Regions from separate parts of the Mus musculus genome. Here all the other regions are linked to region 1. The links are chromatin contacts, called in public Hi-C maps. All regions are on one chromosome and are shown on one strand. The core of a region is the stretch at or near the end of the contact, and the rest is flanking DNA. Distances in the headings are between cores, read along the strand shown.

Region 1 (4,674 bases), core at 1,335-3,834:
GCCCAGATGAAGTTCCCCTTCATCCATCACAGTTGTTCGTCTTTGTTAATGATCCAGCCAGCGTAAGACGTTTTTTTTTTCCCCAAGCTCCAAAGGACACCAAGTTCAAGCACAACAGACTTCCTCAGTTCTCTGAGTGAGCGTGTGGTTCAGGGGCAGATCAAAAGGCGGCAAATTAAGTCAGGATAAGTTGCCCTGACTTCTTTGCTTGCTTCTATGAACTGGAAGAATAAATGAAGAATGGATTTTATGGGTTGTGAAGATTAATCCTGTGGTCTTTTAATTAGCTAGAGTATGCTGTTGAAAACACGGGCGTGAAGTGGGGCTTTTCCACTCCTGGCCTCCCTGGAAGTTCAGTAGGAAGGGCCATCAGCCAGTTCTGTGGGACATGGGGTCACACTATCCTCTCTACAACCTCTCAGGAAAAAAAAAAATCCAAAGAACAAATAATGCTGGGTCGGAGAGACAGCTTGGTCAGTAAAAGGACACAAGGACCCAAGGTTGGTCCCCAGAACTTACTTAGAACAAATCAATAAAAGTTGGGTATGGTAGCCTGCCCTTGTAATGCCAGGACTGAGGACATAATTGACAGGTCTCTGCAGTTGGCTGGTCAGCCAGCCTTTGTCTGCTTGGTGAATCCCAGGCCACTGAGAGACCAGGCTTTCCACCCCACCAAAGGGTATGGCATCTGAAAAGTGACACCTGAGGATGTTCTCTAACCTCCACACATATGCACGCGCGCGTGCACACACACACACACACACACACACACACACACGCGTGCACACACACACGCATACACACATACGTGCACACACATATGTACACACATATACATGCAAATACATACATATAACACATACACATATACTCACAAATGCACGCACACACATACATGTACACACACACACATACACACTGAGAGAAGTCTGAGCAAGGTCTGTCTATTACCTTGTTCCAATGTTTATTGCAATATTTCAGAGCAGAGACTTGATGCAGTATCAAAGGTTTACATCCACTCTTTTGGAATGCTCACAAAAGCACGTTCGGGTTGTCTCCTGAATGAAGGAATAGGAAAAGGGCAAGGGGAAAACACACACACACACACACACACACACACACACACACACATCAGCCTAATAAATCAATGCAAGATAGAGCAGCTGCAGCAATGCTGAGTTATTTTGAATAATCCTCTGGCTCCCAGGACTCTCTTCTGCTCATCTAGCTTGAGATCCATCTGCATCCCACTAGAGATGGTGTTTGTATTTTCAGACTGTCCCTTGACTTAGAGCCATCAGGCCAGAGCCTCAGCCTGCTCTTAGGAACCTTATGAACCCTTGGTGGGAGTATTAAAGTTATTTAAGTCCCCATGTCTCACTCTGAAGGCTCAGTTTGTGTTTTGTTTGTCCTCAGTCTATCTGAGTCAGAGGTGAGATGTGGTGCCCTCTCCCCCAGGACTTGTGTGGGTGGCTGGCTGGTCAATCTTGAGTTGGGCAGGCCGTCCTGGGAACCTTCTCCCACCCGCTGAGCTCAGAAGCTAAAGCAGGGACAGCTGGCTTCAGAGGGCCTCCAGCTGGCCCTTCTCATAGAGTGCAGCTCATCTGGCCTTTGATGCCACTGAGCTGTGCCAGGTACAGGGAACACACTCAGCCTGCACAGGGTGTGTCTGATTCCCTCGCCACCATTACAGCAGTGTCCTGCTTGGGCTCCTGCCACCCAGGAGAACAGCCAGGGCCAGCTCTCTATGCCTCTTTTGGAGCAGCCTTGCCTTGAGGTCACAGGGGCAACAGCACCCCCTCCCTACACACACACACACACACACACACACACACACACACACACACACTGAATGAATGACTGACTGACTGAGAAAGAACATCCCAAAGACTCTGCCTCACTTCTGGTCTTACACCTCTCTACAAGGCTGGCTTATGTGCCAACCAGTTCTCTCCAAATGACAGGACCATTTTAAACCAATTCCTGTAAGGCACCCTACTGTACCTTAATTTTTTTTAAAACATCTTTTCATCTCCGGAATTATTTTTGACTGAAAGACATACACAGCAATAGGACCTATAATTTTCTTTAGTTAACAAGATAACAAACTCCATGAAAACACTAGGCGATGGTCACGTAGGGCTTTTCCTACCTGAAGCCCCCTGGTTCCCCCACACACACAGAGCATTGTCTCCTCACTAGCTCTGAGGACAGAGCTTCTAGGTCCACCAAATGACTCAGTCATCCTATTTAAACAGTCCCCCATTCTGATGACACTCTCTGGGGTCCCCATGAGCACATTCCCCTACAATATGGGTCAGGTTTTTATATTTGGATGGAAATGGGCAGTGTCCTGTTTGCAGCAGGGAGTTTGCAGATAGGCAGCCCCTACCCCTTTCCAAGTTGATTCATTTTCCAAGCTACAAGGAAATCCCACTGCATGCTCCCCGCCCCTACGGTTTGTTCTCTGTAAATGCGGTTTTAATTAGGAGCAATGAATTCTGCAGACTCATGTCTCAGGCCTTTCCCCCAGGCATCCACTGTCTTCCCGCCCCCATGCTGGCCACAGAATGCACCAGGTCCCAAGGCAAGCTGCCTGTCAGGCCTCCTCAGGCAGCAGCTGCAACTGATTAGAGCTCTGCTGTGGGCCCTGTTTTATTTATGACCCACCTCTCCCTTCTCAAAAATCCATCAGGGCACACTCATGGAAGTAAAATTAGAGGCCCGGTCAGGGCTGGAGTTGGGAAATGCACTTTACCCTTCTTTTCAGGACATTAGTGGCTATGGCAGCGTGCTGCAGAGGGGACAGGCTGGGGGAGTGGCCCTGCTGTAGTCCCTGTGATCCTCTTGTGTGCTAAGCAGGGTTGCTTTTAGACTTCCATTGTCTGCTCCGTGCCTCCTTGAAAGTCACACTCTTCCCCCAACCTCCTTATGACGCTGGCTGTACCTTAATTGTCAGAAGATATCTCAGCTCTGCTTTCTGCCTTCCAACTGGGCTTATCTGCGCTTGGGGATATCTGTTGTTAATAAGCCAGTTAAAAGCCTTTGCTCATAGCCATATTCTGACATTTTTTTTTTCTAATGGATGAGACTTTTTCTCAGTCATACTGAAACACACCACCCCCACCCCAGCACACTCCTCAGAACTTTAGCAATCCTGGCCTGTCACCCCAGAGAAGGGGGTGTCTAAATCCTTTCATTTCTCAGTGGTCTGGCCCAGAGCTATCCCCCACCCCCAGTCTCTCTGATTCTTAGATAATGTGTCGCCTTGATTCCCAGTATGATGGCATATAAGATGAAACCTCATTTTTTTTTTTATTCCTCTCAGGAGAACCACATTTGTCTTTGAGAGTTTTTGGCTAGCAATTAAAACAGAAAGAGCTGCCTGGTCAAGGGCTTTGTGGGAAAGACTGTCTTAGCTAGAGTGCTCTTTCCCATGGTGACTGGGAACGCGGTTTCTAATCAGGACTCCCTCTCAGACACGAGTGGTCCTCACTCACATTCAAGAGGCTTGTGTGTGCACACATTCAAACAGAAAGACAGGAAGATTTGCTGCAGCTTAGAGAAATCGTGAGGGAGGAAACTTAGGAGGAACTGAGAATGTTTGGGTGAGCCACGAGGAGACAGAAGAGAGAAGCGGAGAAATGAGGTGGCCTTGTTCTCCAGCATTGCTGCGTCATCTCCAAAGAACACGGGGCAGTTGCTACCTGCTCTGAGGAACGTGGGTAACTGGAATTATGATCACTCAAATGCGACCTTTCTGAAGTCCTCAGTTCGCTCAGGGAAGAAGGGGGCTGTGCACTCCACACAGCCAATCCTCACGGGGCAGGTGTCCCAGCTGGAAGAGAAAGAGGCTCAGGCCTCCACCTCAGGAGGGCAACAGCTAAACCTGACACATCACCTACAGCACCAAGGCAGGGAAATGCCAGCAGGGTCTCTCTCTCTCCTCTCTCTCTCTCTCTCTCTCTCTCTCTCTCTCTCTCTCTCCCTCCCTCCCTCTCCCTCCCTCCCTCTCTCTCTCTCTCTCTCTCTCTCTCTCTCTCTCCTTCCTCTGTTTTTTATATCCCAGTTTTTCTGTGCATGCTGTTCCCTAGACACACTACAGGAAGTTAACCACCAACATCGAGGCATGATGGTTAGTGTTAACCTGACAGCATCTAGAATCACCTGGGCATGGCTCATGGGATTATCTCCATCACTGACTGAGGTAGGGACATCCAGCCACTGAGGGTGGCGTCATTCCCTAGTCAGGGGCATCCTGGACTGTGTAAATGGAGAAAGGCAGCTGAGCAGCAGCATGCGTGCATCTTAAATGTCCCCACTGGTGGACTGTATCTTGGAACTGTGAGCCAGGACAAACCCTTCCCCTTAAGTTGTATCTGACAGTGTTTTGTCATAGCAACAGCTAAAGAGACTAAGGTGGGGGCTGGGGAGGAAGAGCAGTGTGGAAACCAGTTCTGCCCAAGGCTTGTGTGGCAGTGGGCCTGGGTGGGGCCTTCCCAGAGGCTGACAAAGGGCTTGACTGACCTCCTGTCTGCTCTGCCTTCCCAGCCCTTATCTCCTTGACTAACTTCTATGCACTTACTGACGACTGACCTCCCTGGAGGCTCCTGAGGGTCAGTGCTTGGGTCAGGTTAGGGCAGATACGAAGATTCATCTTCACAGAGCATGGTC
Region 2 (4,674 bases), core at 663-3,162, 360 kb before region 1:
TGAGGACGTGAACCAGTGGCTCTCGGCTTCTCGTGCCTTTTCCTCCTGTCTGTCTGTTTTGTCTTATTCTGATGTATTAGTTTTTGTTCTGTTCTATAATTTACTTTATTTTACTACTATCCCTTAGGAGCCTGTTTATTTTCTAATGAGAGACAAAAGGGGAGTGGATCTAGACAGAAGGTGCAGTGGGGAGGAACTGGGAGGAGAGAGAGGAGAAACTGTAATCAGGATATATTAGATAAGGGGGGAAATCTATTTTCTTTTTTTAAAGATTTATTTATTTATTTATTTATTTATTTATTTATTTATTATATGTAAGTACACTATAGTTGTCTTCAGACACACCTGAAAAGGGTGTCAGATCTTATTACAGGTGTCTGTGAGCCACCACGTGGTTGCTGGGAATTGAACTCAGGACCTTCGGAAGAGCAGTCAGTGCTCTTAACCGCTGAGCCATCTCTCCAGCCCCAAAAATCTATTTTCGATAAAAGAAAAAAATGGAATCTTTTTTCCAGCTTGTGGGGTATGCATTCAGACTCAGGAATAAGAGAGGGATCGTGGAATGGGGGGACAGAAAGTTAAAAATGCTCCGGCCCTAGGCAAATACCTTTGACTTGCTCTCCACAGCCTTGCTTGGGACGTCTTTAGGGAAACACTTTACCTGTGCAGGCAATATCCGTTGTTTAGTTGGTTGGTTGGTTGGTTGGTTGGTTGAGACAAGGTCTCATTGTATATAGCCTTGGCTATCCTGGAACTTGTCACAGAGATCCATCTGCCTCTGCCCAAAGGCTGGGATTAAAGGTATTTGTAATAAGCCAAGCCTTCCTTGCTCAAATGAGCTAGAAGGTCTTGACTGAATCAGCAGGAAGAGCAACCTAGATCTGTGGGTGTGTGCTCTCTTTCCCTTCCCCTGCCCCCTTAACTGCCCATCATTTGTCCTACCTCAGGAGGCTGGGTTTTTTTTTTTTTTTTTTTTTTTTTTTGAGACAGAGTTTCTCTGTGTAGCCCTGACTGTCCTGGAACTCACTCTGTAGACCAGGCTGGCCTTGAACGCAGAAATCCGCCTGCCTCTGCCTCCCAAGTGCAGGGATTAAAGGCGTGTGCCACCACTGCCCAGCTCCACTTTGATTTTTATGTGTGCAAGTGTCTGCACGTGCGCGCATGCGGTGGCATTAGCATGGTGGTCCGAGGACAAAGTGGAGGCTGTTCATCCTTCCGTCCTGTGTGTCCCTAGAGTCAGCCCCAGTCCCTCAGTCTTAGCAGCAAGTGTCTTTACCCACTGAGGCATCTCCTCGACCCTGTTTTGTTTTTTGAGACAGGGTCTCAATGTAGCTCAGGCCTTCCACGGACCCTCTGTGTAGCAGGGGGAAGCTTTGAATTTCTGATCCCCCTGCCTCTTTTTCCCCAAGAGCTTAGGCTCCATGCCTGGCTTGGGATGGATAAAACTGAGTCCTCCTGTGAGTTAGCTCGTAGCTGCGAGACAATTAGGGAAAGTCCAAAGGATGACTGCTGGGCACACCCGGAAGACAGTTGTTCCAGGAATGTAGAGAACACAACTGTTCCACAGCCTGCTCACTAGCAAGTGCTCAGCGACTGACCGGAGAATCTATCTTCATGCTGCTCCGTCTCAGAGTAAAACCAGGACTGCCTCCAGCAGCAGACGAGGCTCTAACCCTGGTCTGCCACTCACTCGCTTCCTCATCTCCTTTCAACGGCAGTTCCTCCTCCCCCACCGCACAATGTCCCTTCACTTAGGGTAGACACTGGCAGATATGATACCTGTCCTTCTGACTCATTTAATTCCAGACAGGTGCCTACGTGTTTTCTCTGCAAAATGGGGAGGGGAGGAATCAATGTGGGTCTGCCATGATTCACGGAAGCCAGACGCGATTTCCTTTCAGGCTATGACTCATCTGAAAATGCGGCGAGAACCTTGACCTTCATGCACTGGCTGTGATTTTAAAAGCACGGTCACTTTCTGCCTGCTTTGAAGATGAATTTAACTCCAGACTCCATCAAGTGTGACTTTTCGTTCCAGGGGGAAACTCCCTGGAAGGTCCGAGGGTAACACAGTTGCAATGGCTCTGCTAAGGGAAAAGTTATTTCAAGCACAAGTGGCTCAACTCTCAGCTGCTCCAGGCTTCAGTGGAGTTGTGCTGACTGCTCTCCTCATAAAGTCTCAGGTTCTCCGTGTATAAAACAAGTGCTTCAACAACCATCTCTGTTTCCTTCAGCCTTCTCTGCATGTCTATAATTTGCTTACTAATTTTCTTTTTAAAATATTTTAAAAGTAAAAGAACATAGATTTTTATTGTTTTATTTTTAAGTGTGTATGTGTGTGTCTTTGTGTGGGCATGTGCACACATGAAGATGCCACTGGATGCCAGAGGCATCAGACCTCTCTGGATCTGGGAATCATGGGCAGTTATCCCGACATAAGCATTGGGAACCAAAGCCATGTCTTCTGAAAGAGCAGGGAGTGCTCTCAACTACTGAGCCAGCTCCCAGTGCCACACCTCTTTATTTTGTACTGAGATTTGAACCCAGGGGCTTGTGTCTGCTGGGCAAGCATTCTGCCACTGAGCTAAAGCCACAGCCTAATATTTTTTAATTAATGTACTTGGAATGTGTTAGGGACCTTTTGAGAACAAAGAAAAGACAACATGACTTAATTAGTGTCTGGGTACTTAAAACTGCAGTGTTCTTGCATTCCTTCAGCCTCAGTATAATGGCAACATTGATGTAGCCTTAGTGTTACAGTAACCCCATAGCCATAGAATCGCCAGTGAAAATACTGTTGCCATATAAGCTGCTCCCTAGCAAAGAGTTTCAGTGTCCTGTTTCTCTGAACAAGAATCCTATAACAAAAGCACACATTCAAATAAATGAGAGAGAAGAAGACAAACAGACACAGAGACAGAGAGAGGCAGAGAGGCAAAGAGAGACAGAGACAGACACACACACACACACACATATATATATACACACACATATACATATATATATATATATATTGTATATATTCAAGATCTGTATGGGGAAAACTGAAGGAAATCAGAGAAAAGATAGTCCATGTTCAAGGATAAGACTTGACGTTGTTAAGACATTCCTCCCAACTTGATCTAGAAGATCCAGTGCGATCCCAGAAGTCGACTTCTTCATGAATATTTACAAACTGATTCGACGACTTTATATGGAAAACCAAAGAAGACCAGAGCAGCCAACACAATATTGAGGAGGGACAGAGCCAGAGTACTGACTCAGCTTCAAGCCTTTGTATGAGGCTCCAGTAATGAAGACATCACGGAATGGATGACAAGATGAATGAATGAATGAATGAATGAATGAATGAATGAATGAATGAATGAATAAATGAAGATACAGAGAGAGCACCTGTCAGGGGTGTTCTCATACACATAGCCAGCTGCAGCAAAGCAGACACAGTGAAGAAAGGGACAACACACCAGACAGGACTAGACATGGTCACCACACAGTTTGTGTTACACTGTTAATATAATATAATAGTTAATATTAAAATGAATCACAGACTTAAAACTAAATGTAAAGCACAAAGCTAAAAATTGTATAAAAGATAACACAGGAAAAACAAACCTAAATGATCTTAGACTTGGTAATAAGTTTTGAGATACAATTCATAAAAGGAAAAACTGGTAAATGGGTGTCATTAAAGATTTCTGGGGAGTCTTCCACTTTGGCCTTTGGATGAAGAAGTAGAACTCTCAGCTCTGCTTGCGCCATGCCTGCCTGGATACTGCCATGCTCCCACCTTGATGATAATGGACTGATCCTCTAAACCTGTAAGCCAGCCCCAATTGTTGTTTTTATAAGGAAAAAACAAGATTTCTGGGGCCTAGGAGACTGCTCCTCTGGTAAAGCCTTGTATGTGTTGAGTTTGGATCCTCCAGGACCCAGTGCCTGTCATCTCAGGGATGATGCAATGAGAAACAGAAAGAAAAGGTCCCCGAAGCTGGGGGCCAGTTAGTCTGGTTTATGTGGCAAAGTCACAGGCCTCTGACAGACCCTGTGTCAAAGGAAAGGTGGGTGACACCTTAGGACTGACCCCCTAGGTTCTCCTCTGACCTTCACATGTGCACCATATACACATAAGCACACATGTGCACCATACATACATAAGCACACACATCCTTTAAAAATTAAAGACTTCTTGTCTAAGGGAGAAACTATTAAAGAATGAAAGAGAAGCTACAGATAAGGTTGCATGGGGCAGCGGGATTGCCAAGCACCACCTCATAAAGTCTTCAGATCTGAATCACCCAAGAACCCTGCAAATGTCTCGGTATTAAAACAAACCGAAATTACAGTAGCAAGCCATCTGACTAGACATCTCACCAGAGAAGAAGCGGAGGCAGAAAACGAACAGATGAGCAAAAAAAAACGTACACTAAGCAGCTACAAGACAACAGTTGAGCCCTGGTAAAAGAGCCCGGATCCCAAACACAGATGACACCAAACCCTGGCAAAGATAGCAGCTGACTCATTCGGTGCTAGTGCGAATGTGAACAGGTGTGGCTACTTGGGGAGACCATGAGGAAGAAGTGCCTCAGAAAGTTGAATACCACCCTTGCCCCAGCACTCCTTGGTGATGAAACAAAGAGTTGAAAGGCTCCAGATAAGTTCACGCGCAGCGGTTTC
Region 3 (4,674 bases), core at 1,601-4,100, 340 kb before region 1:
GTAAAACAAACAAACAGCAACAACAACAAAAAAGAAATCATGAGAGTCCTGTCTCTGGATGTGAAGACCTGGGGTACCACCTCCAGCCCCCCAACCTTAATCACTGACAGAGCCAAGGCCTCTGTGGTCGGAGGCAGAGAGTAAACCTACTTTTATATTATTGGTGTATTTATTTCAAAGTCTCATCATGTAGCCCAGGCTGAGTGCAAACTCACAATCCTCCTTCCTGCCTTAGCCTCCCTAATGCTAGAATCACAGATGTACACCACCACACCAGGCTCTCCTTGTACAGATTATACAACACACATATTACACAACACATACTCACACACCAGACAACATGCACAGCATATGCCATACACACACATTACACAACACAAGTAATTTATACACAATGCACACATGTATCCACACACTGCATACAATGCCATGAATACATCACACAACTCACAAGGCACTCATAGACGCTGCACACAAACTCATGTCGATAAACATATATAAAATTAAATCGATCAGATAATGGAAGGTCTCTGATGACAAGCAGGGTGGTAATGCCAGAAGCAGGCCTATGAGGGCATGGCAGACACGGACATAACCAGACACAGACACGGACAGGATCAGATCCTTCATAGGAAAAGGGGGAATATAGAGGCCATGTTCTCTGGATTGCATATACACAGCAAGGGTTGATGAGTTACACAGCAGAATTTGATGAGAACACTCGAGGAATGTCCGAAGTATCATCTGTCAGGTTCATGTACCCAAGGCTAGCTCACAAAAAAGCAAACCCACAAAGAGTTGCAGATGGTCATGTTAAATTACAATGTAAAAAGCCTGGAAATCTCGGCTTCCAAGAATATGTAGTCCCGGAAGTCTTCTAATAATCCCACAATGGTAATGGCTACTACCACTGCCAGCAGAAGTGGAGTAGAGCAGGCAGGAGAACGCTTCTTTTTTTTCTTCCTGGTTGCCATGGGAGCACAGTGACCAGTGAGAACAAGCCAAGCGGGCAGGACCAGGGTTTTCGCACTATGTAGCTGCTCTTTTGCCTTCAGTATCCACTGGGGATCTCAGGGGATCAGCGGCTGTCAGCTATTTTATCCTAGGCCATTGGTGAACATTGCACTCCCTTATCTCATACAAGCACACGGGTATCCCCAACATAATCTTCAAAGCTCGGTGTATTTATCCCTTAGTATCTGAGCCAGCTTTCTATCACTGTGATAAAATACATGAGGGTTTGGTGGTTTGTTTTTTTTTAAAGCATATAAAGGAAAAAGGGAAGCTGACAAGATAGCGCAGTCAGTAAAGTGCTTTCCTGAGTTCAGTCCCCAGAACCCGAGTTATTAAAAAAAAAAAAAAAAGTTGGGCACAGCGTTGTGTTCTTGAAATCCCACGGTCGGAGAGATGGAGGCAGGGTGACCCCTGGGCCTCACTGGCTAGTCAGTTTACCTTACTTAGTGAGTTCCGGGCCAATGAGAGACTTTGTCTCCTAAGAAGAAAGGGGAGGGTTCATGAGTAAGAACCCACGAGGCTGTCCTCCAGCCTCCGTGTGTACCCACGCACATGAACACACCAATGACAAACACAAAAAGGAGGAAGGCTTCTCTATCTTACCCATTCAATGGTTTCAATCTACAGTCACCCAATCTCGTTACTTTGAGCCTAAGATAACACAGTGAGTGCCCCTGGTGGGACATGATAGAAGGAGGCCTTGTTCACCCAATAGCAGCTGAGAAGAAAAAGAGGAGGGAGCTTAAGAGATGAGGTCCCAGTGGCCCCCTCAAGTTTATGTCCCCAGTGGTGACTTTATCCCACTAGGTCCCCCTGTTATGCATGCTGACAATGCCAGAGCTGTGGACCAAGCCCTCACCATATAGTGAGAGGACCTAATTCACTCCATTTTAGAATAGCAGCCTTCAGCTTCAGTTTCCCAAAGAAGCAGTCAAGAGTTCTCAAAAAACCCCACAGACAATGGGTCATTAATCAGCAGCAGGCCTGACATCCAGCCAAGGGAGATAGGTAGCTCAAAGACTGAGACAGTTCCTGGAATTTCTCTAAGGCCTGACCAAAAACAGTAGAGCTAATATAGCAACTAATTTAACTAATAACTAATGTAATTGCTGCTTACCTAGCCAATCATATTTAAAAGACCTAACCATCCCTAAATTTCCCCTAGTTGTGCTTAAAAGGGGCCTGAGGGTTCATCTGGTCCTCATCATTTTGTTTGAATGGCTGACCCCCTATATGCTGGGTTTTTTTCTGCAGAATAAACATCCTTGGCTTTTGAATACTATTTGAGTCTAGGATTTGCCTTCAGCAACTCTCAGACCCTTACAATAGGTCTTCGGGGGATATTTCAGATCCAAAGTACAGGAGTATCTGCAGAGGGTTGGTTCTAGCATCCTGGTCAGGCACTAAAGTCCTCTGAGACTTAAGTCCCTAATGTAAAATTATGTAGCATTCTCTTAAACTCTATTCATATACACCATTATAGTGTGTGTGTGTGTGTGTGTGTGTGTGTGTGTGTGTGTGTGTGTGTGTGTGTGTTAGGGTTTGTACTGCTATGATAAATATCATAACCAGAAAATATCTACAACCAAGAAGCCAGGGTGGGAACTCAAGGTGATGTAGAGAAAAACAGAACAATAAGTTGATATTATAAAGGATCTACTAACCCCGCTTAAGAAAGATCAAGTTACATAAAGTAAAACTCTGGTTCTCTATCAATATTACTTCTGCCAAGCAGACAAGATGACCTTGGTTAACAGCTGCCTGGAAAAAGCAGTGCGAGTCTGTATCCGGATGACTATAATAATATTGTGACATTGTAAATCTTTCCCGAAAACAACCAGACCTTGGATTTTCTGCTGCCCTGGAACCTGTTTAATTGCTCAAATGTAACTTGAGGCCAGGAAGCTATAAACTGATGGGATTGTCATTCTGGGCTCGTTCCCTTTGCTACATTAGCCAGAACCAAATGTTAAGGAATGTTTCCTTTATTAATCTTAGCGGCGGCATGATTTCTCACTGCGAAGGCATTCATTCCATGCCAAGGGCAGGACCCTGAAGCAGAGGCATGGAAGAACATCACTTGCTGCTTGCTCACCATGCCCAGTTCACCCTGCTTGCCTGTGCCGTCCAGGAACACCTGTTCAGGAGGAGGGGTATCCCCAGGGAATCAGACTCTCTCACGTCGACCATTCATCCAGAAAATGACCCATAGGCTTGCCCACAAGCCAACCTAGTGAGGTCATTTTCTCAACTCGGGTTCTCTTTCCCTGAACAACTCTAGCTTATGTTAACTCGACAAAAAACAAAACAAAACAAAACAAACCCCAAAACCCAAAAACCCAGGACATTGTGTGTGTGCGTGTGTTTTGCCAGAGATTGAACCCGACTGTCAGCACACGCTGAACACAAGGTCTACCACTGAACTTTACAATTCCCAAACTCCTTTACATGTGAAATCATTTCTCCTTTTTTGTTTTTTGTTTTCAAAGATTTATTTATTTATTATATGTAAGTATACTGTCTTCAGACACTTTTTTTCTCTCTCTGGCCCTGCTCGCTCTGGCTCAAAGATTTCTTTATTTATTATATGTAAGTACACCGCAGCTGTCTTCAGACATCCCAGAAGAGGGCATCAGATCTCATTATGGATGGTTGTGAGCCACCAAGCGGTTGCTGGGATTTGAACTCAGGACCTTCGAAAGAGCAGTCAGGCTCTTAACCACGGAGACATCTCTCCTGCCTGTTAAATCGTTTCTTAATTACTGCTCCTATCCAAGACCACATAAACACCATGTAAATTGTTATAGTCTAATTTTCAGAAAATAAAGATAAAGGGGAAAGTTGTGTATGCTTGGTACAGATGAAAATTTCTGTTCAGGATACTGTTAATTCACAGTTGGCTGAACCGGTATTGTGGAGGCCGCATAAACAGAGGATTGGCTGTCCTCTTAGGTGACTCTTCCTAACACTTCATGCAATTCTGTTCTATTTCATTTAGAACGCAGATGTGGGAACAGACCTAAGTCGATCATCACTGACCTGCACCTCCAGTTGTTGATACCATGCATGATCCTGTCCTCTTGGCCAACAGCAGGATCCGTGCCTTCTGTTCTGACCAATAAAATGTGGCAAAAGTTATCACGTGCTAACTATTTCATGACTAAGCAATTTTATATATGACTTCTCTCTTAGCACACTAGAGCGGCCCAGTGAGAAAATGGTCACCTTGAGACACCACAGGTGGTACAACCCCATAGACAACACCCAGGCATTATCTGGAACAAGACCAGTAATAAGATTAACACTAGCAAATAGCAGGACCCTTGAGTGGAGTGGACCAGAGGAAACAAACTGTTGATAAATTGAGTGAATTTGAAAGAGGCTTCACCCCCTTGTTGGGATTTCAGATGAAGCACACAGCTTAGCGGGCATCGTCTTTGTAACCCTGAGCTAGCTAAGCTGGGCTCAGAGTCCTGGCCAGAGGATCTGTGAGATAGCGAATGTCTATAGCTAAAAAAAAAAAAATTAAAATTTTTTTAAAAGGTTGCTTTATGGTGGATCACACTCACAGTTTCATGACCTATGGGGTTGGGTGCCCTCCTTTGAAAAACACAGATGTAACCAGAGGACAGCCACACTTTTGAATTGTGCAGGAATATG

Evidence for each region. Hi-C and Micro-C count contacts between places; a contact is called where the count stands out from the background.
Region 2: a Hi-C map of myocytes shows a contact between it and region 1, with 3 times the contacts expected there. The contact joins two enhancer-like sites. A contact is called at or near these places in 7 of 484 Hi-C or Micro-C datasets (Sertoli cells, embryonic stem cells, myocytes and 3 more), 1 of 115 datasets of contacts at active chromatin or transcription factors (embryonic stem cells) and 1 of 9 other capture datasets (embryonic stem cells).
Region 3: a contact with region 1 is called in a Hi-C map of myocytes, with 2.8 times the contacts expected there. The contact joins two enhancer-like sites. A contact is called at or near these places in 3 of 484 Hi-C or Micro-C datasets (myocytes, nephron progenitors and uterus) and 2 of 115 datasets of contacts at active chromatin or transcription factors (both in embryonic stem cells).

The regions. Positions count from the first base shown.
Region 1 is chr13:51,312,092-51,316,765 of GRCm38.p6, forward strand. All of the region lies in intron 2 of Gm46414 (a long non-coding RNA gene), which reads left to right. Among named protein-coding and RNA genes, the nearest start is that of S1pr3, 94 kb to the right of the region's middle. Within about 2 kb of position 2,585, at least 178 of the 459 cell types and tissues checked have an H3K27ac peak or open chromatin away from gene starts, as enhancers often do. A contact at or near this core is called in myocytes and uterus, where this site is marked.
Region 2 is chr13:50,956,584-50,961,257 of GRCm38.p6, forward strand. No RefSeq gene overlaps it. Among named protein-coding and RNA genes, the nearest start is that of 1700048B10Rik, 25 kb to the left of the region's middle. Within about 2 kb of position 1,913, at least 62 of the 459 cell types and tissues checked have an H3K27ac peak or open chromatin away from gene starts, as enhancers often do. A contact at or near this core is called in myocytes and uterus, where this site is marked.
Region 3 is chr13:50,972,596-50,977,269 of GRCm38.p6, forward strand. No RefSeq gene overlaps it. Among named protein-coding and RNA genes, the nearest start is that of Gm32613, 17 kb to the right of the region's middle. Within about 2 kb of position 2,851, at least 22 of the 459 cell types and tissues checked have an H3K27ac peak or open chromatin away from gene starts, as enhancers often do. A contact at or near this core is called in myocytes and uterus, where this site is marked.